3 separate regions of the Sus scrofa genome follow, and regions 2 and 3 are each linked to region 1. A link is a contact called in public Hi-C data. All regions are on one chromosome and are shown on one strand. The core of a region is the stretch at or near the end of the contact, and the rest is flanking DNA. Distances in the headings are between cores, read along the strand shown. Region 1 overlaps GULP1 (PTB domain-containing engulfment adapter protein 1). Region 2 has its middle 83 kb from the start of WDR75. Region 3 has its middle 93 kb from the start of COL5A2.

Region 1 (2,665 bases), core at 66-2,565:
CTTTTCTAGGGCTGCTCCCTGTGCAGCATATGGAGGTTCCCAGGCTAGGGGGTCTAATCAGAGCTATAGCCACTGGCCTATGCCAGAGCCACAGCAACGTGGGATCCAGCCATGCCTGCAACCTACACCACAGCTCACGGCAACGCTGGATCCTTAACCCACTGAGCAAGGCCACTGATCGAACCTGCAACCTCATGGTTCCTAGTCAGATTCGTTAACCACCGCGCCACGAGGGGAACTCCTGGAAATCCAAGATTAAGTTGACAGAAGCAGGCAAGGTTTCTTCCAAGGCTTTTCTCTTTGGCTTGCAAATGGCAGCCCATCTGCTGCCTCTTAACATGGTTGTCTGTGTGCACACACCCTTAGGGTCTCTTTGTGTGTCCAATTTCCTCTTCTTTTAAGGACACAAGTCAGGTTGGATCAGAAACCACCCTGAAGATCTTATTTTAACTTAATCACCTCTTTCAAGCCTTATCTCCAAATACAGTCACATTCTCAGGCAAGGGGAATTAAGGCTTTACCATATATGTTTGAGAGGAACATAATTCAGCCTATAACACTGTATAAAATTAAAGTTCCTGTATTTAAGAGCTTTTCCTCCTACAGATCCAATGAGAAAAAAAGTTGAAAATATAATCTATTCTAGATTCATATTTATTAATATGTACTAATATGTTGTGAATGTGAATTTTTTTCACCTAAAATTCCTATGTTTAAGCCTAATCAGCAATGTGACTATATTTGGAGATAGAGCCTGTAGGGTAATTAAAGTTAAATGATGTCTTAATTGGGCCTTAATCCAGTAAGGCTACTGTCCTTACAATAAGAGAAAGAGACACCAGGGGTTTGTGAGCACAGAGGAAAAGCAATGTGAGGACACAGCAAGAAGATAGGCATCTGCAATCCAAAGGGCAAGACTTCAGCAGAAACCAAACCTTCCAACACCTTGACCTTCGACTTTTAGCCTCCAGAACTGTGAGGAAATACATTTCTGTTGTTGAAGTCACCCAGCCTGTGGTATTTTGTTATGGCAGCCCTAAAAAATAAATATAGTACTTTATTCACAGAACCTCAGAATTACTGTTTAGTAATGTTGGTAAACCACTGAAAGTCAGTTTGGAAAAATTGACTAACGTTCAACTCCAATTATTTTTCAAATATATATTATCAATACTTTCTTTTAATAATGTAGTATGCTTACTGACAAATTAATTCAACATGAAAGCCCAAGGAAACCCTGGACTATAAAAAGGTTATGAAAATATTTTTACAGATCTTGGAGTACCCTTGCAGCACGGTGGGTTAAAGATCAGCTTATGTCACTGCTGTGGCATGGGTGTGATCCCTGGTCCAGGAACTTCCATGTGACTCAGCCCTGTGAATGAATGAATCAATCAATAAATAAATAAATAAAATTGTTTCACAGGTCTGCAGTTTTCACTAGTCCAGGTTTGCCACTGATACCTTCAATCTATGTGCTTAACAACCCCTGACAATGTCTTGCTCTTCACAGTGGACTAGCAGTATCTGCATCACCTGGAAGCTTGTTAGAACCGTAAAAACGCAGGCCCTGTTCCAGACTTACTAAATCTGTAATTCAAGAAGAAACACAGTACCTACCATGCACGCTAAAGTTTGAGGAGTTCTAGTATAGTGCACAGACTGCTGGCTACATGCAGTAGCCTTCCCTTTCAAATTATAATCCGTGGAATACTTGCATCAAAATGCCTGAGACATTTGCAAAAATAAGTCCTACCCCATATCTTAGCCTACAGAATAGCCATGGAGATTTTGCCTTTTTAATATGTTTGAGGACAGCTGGACAATGGCATGGATGCACCCACAGTTACTGTTCAATTCCAACTTAAAGAATAATTACATTCCTTCAAACCTTTCAAACCATGAATTTAAGACCTCCCATAGCTGTTCTAACTTCCTCCCATTCTCTATACTCGATATTAAATAATAATTAAAGAGTTGGAGACTTCACTTTGGTTATGGTTATCCCACGATTACTATTGCCAAGATGGCTGAAAGCAGACAAAAGAAGTCATGGTGAAAGGAAACTAAATATATAGTTTTATATATATATAGTTTGCCAGGAAACAAGGCAGTTGCAAATGAGGAATTATCTACTGAACGGTGTGTCTGCTGAGATGAATTCATTAGGTAAATGGTAGTTACTAAAGAACAGTAGGCTGAGGAAGCCATAAACTACAGAGAGACAATTCAGCCAAAAGTGTAGCAACGAATGAAAAAGAAAAACAATCCTAGTCCTGCATATCCTTTTTAAAATCAAGTGCATGTCCAATTAGAACAGGTCATTTGTAGACAGTGTTTGTGTTTAAAGTTTTTTCTAAACCATATGGGTCAGTTTTGGAGTGTATGTGTGTAATTTATGAATAGATAATTTCTTACATGAATTTTAGGACTTGCTAAACACACCTTGAAATATGTAGGCCTGATAATACATGTTATGTATCTTCTACACGTGTTCTTGTTTGTTTTGATTAGAAACTACCAATAATATATCCTAGACCATAAGAATTTCACCAATACCATAATCTATAAATTATAATCTACTAAACCATTCTTCCGTTATTGAGCATTTAGAATGCTTCATTTTTTCAGTAATTAATACAGAGTTTAAGTATTAGGAAAATAC
Region 2 (2,665 bases), core at 95-2,594, 690 kb after region 1:
TATTGTAAAACCTAATTAGAACCCCACTGGTAAGGACTGAGTATTTCTGCAAGGAAAAATTACTATAGATGTCAACACCCATTTTTGTTTTGATTGTGGAGGTATACATGTATATTTCACAAGGCATATTCCATAGTAAAAATCATCACATACATATCACATGCTAAAGGACTAAATCAGGAAAGTATTTTTAATATAAATAAAAAATATGATATAATGAATTGCTACTTGATTTTTCCCATTTTTAACATTAAATATAATTTGAAATATTATTTTTCAAATACACACACACACACACACACGTGGCAAGTCAAGAAACCACACATACACATGGCAAGTCAAGAAACCACAGTTTTTAACAAACGGGATTTTAATGGAGGGAATTGTTTTCACAGGTGTTAGAGGGCTGAACAAGCAAAAAGGGAAAACCAAGGTAACCCAGGAAGCAGCCACCCCGCCTGAGGTTAGACGACCAAAAGGGAAATGGCGAGGCTAACCAGAATCTCGGAGCTAAAAGAACAAGGCCCCAGATTTGATGCTTTAAGGAAGGTGTTTGGGCTGCCTGCTGCTGGTACCTCTGTGGGAATAGGATGAGGCTGGCTCTGGAAGTGCCAAAAGGAACTGGAGGCTGGAGTCACTCCCAAAGGTTGATGATTAGGAAATGTGCCATTTTGGAACTTCAGCCAAGAAGAATGGTACAAATTTAAAAACTGGAAGAAAGTCTTATCTCATATCCTACTACTCATCCCCAATACTTTCAAGTTCCACTTTAATGACTCTAAAATTTGAGGAACAAAGTTTGCAGAGTCACAGCCCTAGCATTACAGAGTAGAGTCAGAAAGGAGGACATGGAGCTGAGAGACAACAGATAAGTAACTAACACAACTTATTTACTCAGAAAAGTGGAGGTTAACTGCATTGTAGTTAACTGCACAAAAATTAACATTGAAGAAAGTACATTAGAGAATGCAAGAATTATGGAGATTTATACATATACAAATAAGTATGTTAGAGCAGAAAAAAAGAAAACTATCCCATGTTTAAGGAATAACATGCAGAAAGAAGGAGGAAGACAAAGAAAATTTAGACTGCATGGAAAAGATCTCTATTAAAAAAGGGAAATGGCACTGGTATAAATATAATAATTACAACATTAAAACTCTAAGTAATTGACTACACCTCAAAAAAAAGTTATATGTATAGTATATTAGTGCTAAAGACCATCATGAAATGTCCCACATAATCATGGCCTCAAATTTAGTATTACTGGGCTCATATGCTCATGAGAAAACACTACTCATAAAGTGCCCTGAAGTTAAAATAGACCAACAGTGACATCTGCTGCTGCGGACTTACTTTGAAAAGGGCCAGTCTCAACACTTTAAAGTCTCCTGCCAAGACACAGGACTTCTGCTGTGATGAGTCAGCACTTCTGGAACCCATGTTTGTCATCTGTGTATTAGAAGCTTTGCTAAGCCAAGAAAGAACATGGGAAAATGAGAGAATATTTGAAAATGTAACTAAAACAAACAAAAAACAGTGGGGTGGAGGCATAAGTGATGAGAAAAAGAGGCTTCATATTGTCTTTTCTCATCCTGTTTTTCCTTTGGCTAAGTTAAGTCCACATTAATTTTGTAGTTGTCAGCAAGCATGAGCATGTCCTCAGTAAAAAGAAAGATTAACTGTAGCCAGCTTCAGTGGATTCCAACACAAAATTTACAGCATGATATCCAGACCAGAAAAGAAAAAAAGTCAAATGATCAAAGGAGAGTATGTGGGCAATATTTGGAGTTACTCTTACTTCGGAAACCTCTTCCTACGTTGATTATACCTCCTTCAACATCTGCTAACCCTCAGGCTTTTACTTTTCTAAAAGCCAAACGAGCAGAAGGTTTGAATCAAACATCATGGCTTTTAAAAATACAAATAATCACCAGAGTAAAGTGGTCAGTGGGGCTCATTTACATAAACTAATAAGTATTAGTTCAAGAAAATCATGGGTTAATTTATTTGCTCAAGAAAAAAAAATAGCAACTGATACTGAATCCCAATTCCAGTTATTACGAAAAAAGATGAACAAGAAAGGCAGACAGTGCAGTGAAGGAGAACTGAATTAGGAATTCTGACTTGTAATACAAGTTCTGACCACTCACTAAATGCATTTCCTTAAGGAAATCAATAACCTCTCTGGGCCTCAGCTTTCTCTTCCATAGTAGGAAAGGACTGGACTACATGAAAGATCGAAAATGGGTTTCAGGAGTTCTTATCATGGCATAGTGGAAACAAATCCAACTAGGAACCATGAGGTTGCCGGTTCAATCCCTGGTCTCGCTCAGTGGATTAAGGATCTGGCATTGCCATGAGCTGTGGTGTAGGTCGCAGACGTGGCTCGGATCTGGCGTTGCTGTGGCTCTGGCATAAGCCGGCAGCTACAGCTCCGATTAGACCCCTAGCCTGGGAACCTCCATATGCCGCAGGTGTGGCCCTAAAAAGACAAAAAAAAAAAAAAAAAATGGGTTTCAACTCATTTTCCTTCTTTCTTTAACTGGCAATGTCTGGTTACCAATTCTAAAGCTGCACCCGGACCTAATGGAAAAGCTGCTAACAAACTAGGAGGGTCTGCTGTAAGCAATATAAACTTGGAGGGGCAGAGTTCATGTCACAT
Region 3 (2,665 bases), core at 113-2,612, 640 kb after region 1:
GAGACTAGGAAAGTGTTCTCTTGAGGCTATATCTTTTAAAGAGGGAGAAAAATAAAATGCAAAGCAAGACACAGTGAATCTCTCTACTGGATGCTATCTTTGAATGTGAGCATTGTCTTCTGAGATAGGCCACCATGACAAAAATTGGCACTGTCCCCCTAATGCCAGACAATATGTCAAAACTTCCCCAAGGTGTGAAAAATCACAACTCTACTTTACTTATAAAACAGGGCTTGTAATTCTAGGTCTTGTGCCTCTAGAGAAAGTTAAGACAATTTGAAAAGGTCTTTTGAGTTCTAACTAATAAACTACATTCATAACGCAATTTCTCATTTGTATCATTTCATCTGATGCTCACAAAAATCCTATAAGATAGAAAAAGCAAGAAATATTATATTCATTTCATATAAAGAAAAACTGGGCTTGAGCTAAAATAACTGATTTCCAGAAGATCACAACTACCAAGGTGGGACTAGAATGATCAGCTAACTTGACATCTTCGTAGTGGGGACACCAATTCTGACCAGGCACAGTGTCAAAGATATAACTTAATTTCAGAATAACTGACAAAGTGGTCCTTTGAAATAAAAGAGAAATGATTTTTAAAGATACATATTTCTGAGAAATTCCTTTGATAAAACAGAATGTCCCTCATAAATTAATTTATCACTACTATAATATTTTTCTATATTTTTATCTTATTATTTATAACCAGAGAATCTTTGCATGAAGCAAATGAACCACCAGCTGAGGCATGAACATTTCTGGTTGAACATATCATTTAATTAGAATGTTGTCTGTCCCCTCAAATGTTCTTACTGAACCCATTTATGTCAGCATTCTAACATCCCTTTTGGTATGTGTTTCTGACACTATTTTATTTCACTGGGCAGCCATTTAGTACTTTGAAACTAGTGCCTGGATTCTTGGGGTGGCCTAAGGGTGACTCCACAGAAACTCATCACACGTGATAAAACAAATGACTGAAGAGAGCATTAAATGGCACGGGCAGGTCAGATTGCACAGTTTGGCATTGCATTTAGTAAATTATAGACAAGCAACTCTTAGTTGCATCCTAACTGTCCATTTTCAGATGATACTTCTGCCAAACACCAGATTACTAGGGCTGCATTAAAAAGCCCAAATAGCACATTCAAATTTGAAACTATAGGTCTTATTTATTTCGAGTTTTTCAGCTGGCAGACATGAAAAGCACTTTTGCACAGCAAAAGAAGATGAAGAAATAACTTACAGTGAATGGAAAATGTTAGGAAAGCGAGGGCTAGACAATTCTATGAGTCACTACTGAGATATCTAAAGGGATAGGGATTCCAGTCCACTCATTAAAGTGTGGGTTGAAACGTTGCTTTATTTTTCAAGAATTTCCATGGGAGGCACTTGGAGGGAAAAACAGGAGGTAGTCACACTTCACTACAGCCAGAAAAGGCATATCTTGAGAATGGTGAGCTGCTGGCACAACTTGAAGACACTCCATAGCATGGATGAGATTTCCAGTCTTAAATGATTTTAAGAGACTTTATGGCACTATTTTAAGTGAACCAAAAATCCTTCAAAAAAAAAAAAATGTGTTCTAAGTGAAAAAAGGTGGTTTCTCAAGTCATTTTTCATTTACTTCTGGGTTCATAAATTCAACAGAGTTTGTTTTGCCTAAAATTTTATCTCTGAAAATCTAACAAAGGGGGAAAATATTCTAAGATAGGAATTAAGTTTAGATTCACAGTATCTTTTTTCTAGGAAGAAAGTGTCATCTATTATTTTTTTCAAAAAAGAGGAGCAAAATGAAAATGAACCTAAAAAGAAATATTTACTTTGTGAATATTAATTTAGAGTTAATGCCATAATATCCATTACCTACTTTCTGGGAAAAAAAAATGATTTGTGCTTTTGAGATGATCTGCCTAAATTTGAGAAGAGTTCATTGCACCTGTGAGAGGCCATGCCTGGCACTAACTAGGAATACAGTACTAAGCTGGTTCTGTCACTTATCAGCTTAAGGATTCAGAGTCCTCCATAAAATAAGAAAATAATAGTACTTAATTCATAGAGTTATTGTGAAAGGGGTATAGCTCAATGGCAGAGCACTGGACTGCATAGTGTTATTGTAAATTTAAGTAAATAACATCCACAAAGTACATAGCACATAACAAATGGTAGTTGAATTAAAATTTCAAAAAAAATTTTTTTCCACAAAAAGCTAAAGAACAGCTGAATAAATAATGTTATTTGCTTTTCCGTCTTGGTTACTGGCCACTGAGATTTGACACAGATGCGGTACAGGCACACTGAACATAGGACCAGTGACTTGGGGAGGGATAAGAAGAGGGAAAGAGAGATGTAATCACTTGTAAGTGGAAAAGCCCCCTTTCGGGCACCTCCTTTACTCATTATGACCCCAGTCCTCTAACAGATGCCCTATCCCTACCTTCAAGAACTACTCCTCCTAAGACAAAACCTGTACACATGGAACAAGAAAACACGATTAGATACTAAAATGAGTGCTATCATAAGGGTTACAGTAGGTTCTTACTAAGAGACCATGTTTAATTACAAGTTTAGAGCCATACACAGAGCCAGCAGAAAAAGGAAATCATTATGATTACTCTTCTTAATGTATCTCATAATGCCATACTCTACTAATCTGGGA

What was found. Hi-C and Micro-C count contacts between places; a contact is called where the count stands out from the background.
Region 2: a Hi-C map of embryonic fibroblasts shows a contact between it and region 1, with 4 times the contacts expected there. The contact joins two enhancer-like sites. A contact is called at or near these places in 10 of 47 Hi-C or Micro-C datasets (adipocytes, embryonic fibroblasts, fetal skeletal muscle and 6 more) and 1 of 2 datasets of contacts at active chromatin or transcription factors (skeletal muscle).
Region 3: a Hi-C map of embryonic fibroblasts shows a contact between it and region 1, with 3 times the contacts expected there. The contact joins two enhancer-like sites. A contact is called at or near these places in 4 of 47 Hi-C or Micro-C datasets (embryonic fibroblasts, epiblast stem cells, skeletal muscle and 1 more).

Annotation. Positions count from the first base shown.
Region 1 is chr15:93,206,091-93,208,755 of Sscrofa11.1, forward strand. The region is part of intron 6 of GULP1 (PTB domain-containing engulfment adapter protein 1); the gene reads left to right. Among named protein-coding and RNA genes, the nearest start is that of DIRC1, 210 kb to the right of the region's middle. Within about 2 kb of position 1,316, at least 4 of the 83 cell types and tissues checked have an H3K27ac peak or open chromatin away from gene starts, as enhancers often do. A contact at or near this core is called in embryonic fibroblasts, where this site is marked.
Region 2 is chr15:93,896,692-93,899,356 of Sscrofa11.1, forward strand. It overlaps a transcript of COL5A2 not described here. Among named protein-coding and RNA genes, the nearest start is that of WDR75, 83 kb to the right of the region's middle. Within about 2 kb of position 1,345, at least 18 of the 83 cell types and tissues checked have an H3K27ac peak or open chromatin away from gene starts, as enhancers often do. A contact at or near this core is called in embryonic fibroblasts, where this site is marked.
Region 3 is chr15:93,850,754-93,853,418 of Sscrofa11.1, forward strand. It overlaps a transcript of COL5A2 not described here. Among named protein-coding and RNA genes, the nearest start is that of COL5A2, 93 kb to the left of the region's middle. Within about 2 kb of position 1,363, at least 13 of the 83 cell types and tissues checked have an H3K27ac peak or open chromatin away from gene starts, as enhancers often do. A contact at or near this core is called in embryonic fibroblasts, where this site is marked.